2 separate regions of the Callithrix jacchus genome follow, and region 1 is linked to region 2. Evidence: chromatin contacts called from public Hi-C data. All regions are on one chromosome and are shown on one strand. Each heading gives the region's core, a stretch centred on a gene start, on an enhancer-like site or on the middle of the called end of the contact. The rest is flanking DNA. Distances are from core to core; before and after follow the strand shown.

Region 1 (3,071 bases), core at 330-2,829, 150 kb before region 2:
ATACAGAAAAAGGCAAGAGACAAGTAACGAAAGACAACCTCACAATAATGGCAAGGGACACAGGATGTGAGGGACAAAAGAGATCACATTTAGAATACCTTAGAGGCTAGTAGAATTTTTCTGTTTCCACAGGAAATTATGTAGCTTGAGGCTACTGGCTATCCTGATCTCTAGTACATGGATGGCTTATTAAACCTAGAACATATCTGTTTTAGTTAACTTCTGAGCAGGGGGAGTGGGTTAGAGGCGGGAAGAGAACAAAAATGTACTTAAATGCTGAATTTTTTCTCCAGGCTGAATGCCTTTCATCCAATAAGACATTCAAAGCAGTGACCCAGCAAATGGATTGAAAAAGCAATCTTCCGTCCCAGTGCCACATTATCATTCCTATTCAGTATTCTCCAAGAGATATCTCAATCAGCTGTGTGTAAGTGACAACGCAGCCCATTGCTGGGTTAATTAAACATTTGACTTTAACACCCTCCCCGTCATTAAGCAAATAAAAGCAGATAATTCAAACTGCACTTCATCCTCAGGGTACACAACACACATGTCAAAATTAAGAGAGTCCAAGGCCTCTGGGGAATTCTGTTGGGGCTATAATCAGTTTAAATCTTATCTGGTTTATCAATTATTCTATTGATTAAACCAAAGCGATTATACACAACTCCTCTGCCACATGGGATTGATGTCAGTAGAGCAAGAAAATAACTCCAGGAGGTTCCAAACCGATTTTAAAAGAGACCAACAGACAGACCAATAATAGTCGATCACTACATACCAGTGATCCATATACTGAAGAGTTGATTCTTAGTTTCAGGCGGGTGAAGTGAACTGTTTCCAATCACTATGTCCCTCCGCTATACCTTACAGTTGGCTTGAGTAAATTTATGTCTTGAAAGATCAACATATTTTCTACTGATTTAAACAGAAGCTAGCATGCTCAGCAGTTGAAATATATTTTATAGATACTGACCCTAAGCTCTAACAGAGAGAATCTCAAACAGAGAAAACTAAATTTTTTTTCTAATCTTCTTACCTGTAAGATGTAGGAATGAAAAGGGACATATTTGAGAGCTGATATTCCTACAAATATACAATCGCCTCACTATTCCAATGTCCTGCAATACAATTATTCCTGAAAAACCGAATCTAAGAAATCAGAAAGATCTTACCACAGAGTCATGACTCCTTTTATGAATTCCAAGGGCACACATCTTCAATGCCATTAATAACACTGAAAATGTATAGTTGTATCTTCAAATGAAATATTGATAACTAAATCCTAACATATCGAGTTTTTACCAGAAATTGGTAACCACAATTTAGTTACCCTCCTGCCCCATTCATTGTGTAATATCTTTCAAATGTCTAGAACCCCTATAACCTCAAGGCCATGCCCTACTGTATATGAGAAAACCACTAATAAAACCGACTAACAGAATGGGGGAGGGTAGTTAGACTACTCCACACCTGAAATCTGTGCACTTACAGCCATGCTCTTCAGAAAGGAAATTTGTTCACTGGCACCACATGTGCATTCAACCATAATTTAACTTATCTCCTTCAGACTTTTTGTTTTCAGGCAGACTAAGTAAGAAACCTACATTAGCATGCTGTATTCTACACTCACCACCAGAAATACTGAGGGTGCTATTTGTAATTGTATTCTTTTTAAGAGGTTTATTCTCTGCAGCTGTTTTCTGCTTGCAGTGTATTTTGTGTAATCAGCACATCATCATAAATACATTGGCTGTTCCCCTGAGGGTAGCTGTCAGTGTTTAATTTACAGAACAACCTGGCCAATGTGAATTTTAACACTACAGCACTATGGCAAGGAGTTACCACACTCTGTGAAAAACAGGTTTCTATGAATTTTTATATCAAGAGCTGGTCCCAGGACAATTTAGGTTCTAGAAATACACTGTTTAAAGAAGCGCTTTATACCTTGTATGCAACAGACTCTTTCTCAGTTATATCCTAAGCAGAAGCCCCAAACTAACTACCAAATCATGAGTGGGAACTACCAATTCTGAAGACAAGGATTGAAAATCCATGATCTACCAGTAGGAGGCACTGTAACAAATATTATCATCTCTTTTTAAGCTACATGTAGCCCTATCACAAACATCACTATTTTCTTAGAAGGTATGTAAAGGCAGAGAGAAAACCATTTAAGACATAGACTAGTCTGAAATATCCATGATCACTTTTTTGTTGAGATGAGATATATCTGATATGAACATAAGTATACCATTTCCTTGGGACTGCTACTAGGCCAGACCCCTAAGATCAATCAATGGGAAAAAAATACATATGACTACTGGTTATCAATACTAATAATTTATATACATAATGACTGGTACATAAGTACTTAATACATGTATAACAAATAACTATAAGCTCCTTGAGAGTCTGAATCTTAATTTATGCCAAATACTTTGTACAGTAATTGGCAAATAAAAGATACTCTATGTGAATTGAATGGAGTTGTGGCTAGTTGTGAAGGCCATGTTATCTGTAAAGCCTTACATCTACATGATGTCAAAAGGATTTTCTAAATCAGTAAAATGTCCCTAAGGACAATATAAAAAGTACAAATTACATGTGCTAGTCATTTTAGTGAGAGCTATTTGTATAAGAAATCTAAGTACCTCAATCTCACAATGAAAAACAAATTGGCCTACAAAATAATGGTATATATAAACATTTTAATAATGAAGAAATACACAGAAGAAATGAAAACTTTTCTATGCTAAATACTTGTCTCTTTATATTTAGTGTGATCAAGTGGAGAGTGATCATTTTAAATGCTCAGAACGGTAACCAATAGCACTATTCTGTTACTGAACTGGTTTTATATGCACACATACACATTCCATAAATCAAGTGATGATACATATGTATTTTTCTGTTAAGGGCCATTTTTACAAGTTAGAATGCCTAGAGTTAAACTGAATCAAAATATATTTCATGTTAAGTCATCCTCAATGTATTTGCTTTTAATGTTGCATAGGACTACATTTGCATGATGTTTACAAAAATCATTATATTGTGATTAAGATTCTTTT
Region 2 (2,911 bases), core at 251-2,750:
AAAAATATAAAAAAATTAGCCAGTTGTGGTGGTGCATGCCTGTAATCCCAGCTACTCCGAAGGCAGAGGCAGGAGAATCGCTTGAACCTGGGAGGCAGAGCTGAGATTGTGCCATTGCACTCCAGCCTGGGCAACAAGAGCAAAACTCTGTCTCAAAAAAAAAAGCGGGGCATTTCCCCTTCCCAAGTCCAGTACAGCAGCCTGGAGATTGATGGGAAAATAGCAACAAAGTCAAGGACAAAGCCATTCTGGGTTTCCCCCCTCCTTCATGTTCATACCTGTTTGGCACATTCTTACACATGCGCCGACAAACATGCATGCATGCACACACAGAGCTGGGCTATATATGACAAATCATGGAGTGGTGACCGGTGTGGCAGGCTTGGGGGGAAGAGCACGTTAAGAGGCTGTGATAGACAGCTGAGAGGGCAGGGGCAAAGCAAGGGGCACTTAGTGGGGAGCAGTAAGGTGAGTATACATGGGGGGTTGGAGTTCAACAGGGAGATGAATTGAAGCAGAGGGTCCTCCAGAGGCTGAGGATGGGGTGCGTCTAAAAGGAAGGATCTAGGCTATGAGCTGCATTTGCAGAATTCCATGGTGACTGGGCGCCCAGGCATTGGGTAAACCAGCACACCCTTCCCTGAATAAAAAGTGGGCCACTCAGGCCTCCGAAGGCAACCCCTGAAGGAAGCCAGAGGCCAGGAGTGCTCCAGGTATAATTCTTCTTCCCCTCTGCTATTAACTGGATGGGGTGGGTGGGAGTTGGGCTGCTGATCCCCATTTCCCCTCTCCCTCAAAAGCCTGGACTCACCCACTCTCTCCAAATTCAGTTGCCCCTTGATGAGATCTGCTCTCCCACACTGAGCTTCCCTATCCCCTCCCAAGCGGGGCTGGGGAGACCAAATCAGTTTTCTCTGTCTTGCTCTATTTTTCTTCTTCCCCCCGACCATGTTCCAGGACCCAGGACCCAGGACCCAGGACGTGCTCTGCTTGCTCTAAATCCCAAACTGGACAGGTTCAGAGTAGGAAGAGTCAGAGGCTACTGTGGCTTCCTACCCACTCTCTTATTTGCCTGAGCCTGGCCTTATGACCTCTTGTCAGTAGGTAGGATGTCAGGTTAGTGGGGGTGGGAGAATGAGCATTTTGACCTTGGGAGGCCTGCCTCTGTCTTTATCCATTCCCTGCCAGCCCTCAGTGCCCTTTGAAGGTTTATAGTCATATAAATCGCAGAGTCCCATGCCAGGCTTGGAGTTTGCAACTATAAATAGGCACGAGGTAAACAAGGTGGCAGATGCAGGGGCTTGGGACAAGACGGAAAATCTGCCCCTCTTTGCCTGGGCGGGGGCCAAGGCACATCCGTGGAAAGGGATATCTTCCCTCCCTTCTCACCCTTTCTCCCCTGCCTGCTGCCTGCTGGCTGCTCTGGGCTTCTAGTCTTTCCCCTCTAGGGATTTATCCTCCAAGGCAGCTTTCTGCTCCAACTGTCCCTGGTCACTTGCCCTGTTTCATCTTGCCCTGAGTCAAGACAGGGCGGAGGAATTGACTCCATTATTAGGCTCTGTGCCCCTGGGCCTCTCTCCTGCTGCTTCACACTTTATCCTGTGCTCCTCTAGCAAGTCTGGAGGGGGTGCTGCCTCTACCAACCACCAGTCTCCACCACTAGGGGCGTCCTGATCCCTTCTCCATCCTGACAGCCAAGGTGATGCTAACATTTCTCAAGCAGGAAACTGTATTAGGAAACTCTGGGGAAACAAACCAAAGACCCTCACTTCCCATTCATTCCCTTCCAAAGCACAGAACATGAGCGGGCACATATTTGCCTGGGTTGATTGACACCTGCCTGGCTACTTGGAGTCTCTACCCATGATCTATGGGCTGTGTGAGCTAGATTCTGAGAGAGAGTTTGAGTTTGAGATGATTTAGGTAGCATGCTTTCTAGACCCATCCCTGCCTTCTCTCTGCCCCAGGGCCGGGCTGATTTTATGCTCCGTTTTGTCCTGGCCCTGGCAGGTTCCCAGTTACCAACAGTCCTCTGAGGAATGTCAGGCCCCACGGGCCCTGCAATTATCTCTCTTCATCCCTCTTGGAAGAGTCTGGATCTTTAGCCCTGAAATTCCTTCTTTCATCCTAAACCTGGGCTCTCCAAACATACTCACTCATCAGTTTAGAATCACAGAAACTAGAACGGAAAGAAATCTTAATTTTTCTCATTTTTACAGATAAGGAACCTGAAGCCCAGAGAGGTGAAGTGACTCTCACCTCCATCACACAGCTAAGATTGGCTTTGTTGCTAAGGCTGGAAATACTCCTCTGCTAAGCTTGGCTTCTGTACCTCGACTTTAACTTCCCAGCTTCTGCTGGCTTCCTTTGCCTCCCAGAAGCAGAGTAGCCACCTTTCAAAGGTTCATTCTCCTTTGTGGCCTACTTCTATCTGGCCTCTACATAGCAAGAGGGAAAGGACAGACTCTGAATTTCAATAAATGGTTGAATGATATGTGGCTCTGTTTTCCAGTACCTTTAACCCCCCATTTCCCTGAGTCCTCTATGATGGCTTATCGGGCAGATGATCCTGGAGGAATGATTTCCCAAAGCCCATCTTCATAAAGCCTGGAGAAGTGTCCTTCCTGTTGTGGGAAGCCACTTCTCTGGCTGTTCCCTTATTTTTCTAACAAATGTCAATTTCATAAACTGGATGGCAAGGTGAGACCAAGTGCGATTCCTTGAATGGCGTCCCTTACTCCCTGGGTGTGCAATGTCCAAGTGAGCACATGTGCATGCACACACATGCATACACGTGCACTCATGTTCTCATCGCCATCCTGTTCAAGGGGTCTGTCTTAATCCATTTTGACAGCCATAACAAAATACCTGACACTGGGTAATTCCTAAATAATAGAAATTCAGGCCAGGT

The links. Hi-C and Micro-C count contacts between places; a contact is called where the count stands out from the background.
Region 1: a contact with region 2 is called in a Hi-C map of skeletal muscle, with 4 times the contacts expected there. The contact joins two enhancer-like sites. A contact is called at or near these places in 3 of 3 Hi-C or Micro-C datasets (induced pluripotent stem cells and skeletal muscle).

The regions. Positions count from the first base shown.
Region 1 is chr12:94,400,464-94,403,534 of calJac240_pri, reverse strand. All of the region lies in intron 1 of BTRC (beta-transducin repeat containing E3 ubiquitin protein ligase), which reads right to left. Among named protein-coding and RNA genes, the nearest start is that of BTRC, 93 kb to the right of the region's middle. Within about 2 kb of position 1,579, at least 1 of the 16 cell types and tissues checked has an H3K27ac peak or open chromatin away from gene starts, as enhancers often do. A contact at or near this core is called in skeletal muscle, where this site is marked.
Region 2 is chr12:94,250,195-94,253,105 of calJac240_pri, reverse strand. No RefSeq gene overlaps it. Among named protein-coding and RNA genes, the nearest start is that of BTRC, 57 kb to the left of the region's middle. Within about 2 kb of position 1,500, at least 2 of the 16 cell types and tissues checked have an H3K27ac peak or open chromatin away from gene starts, as enhancers often do. A contact at or near this core is called in skeletal muscle, where this site is marked.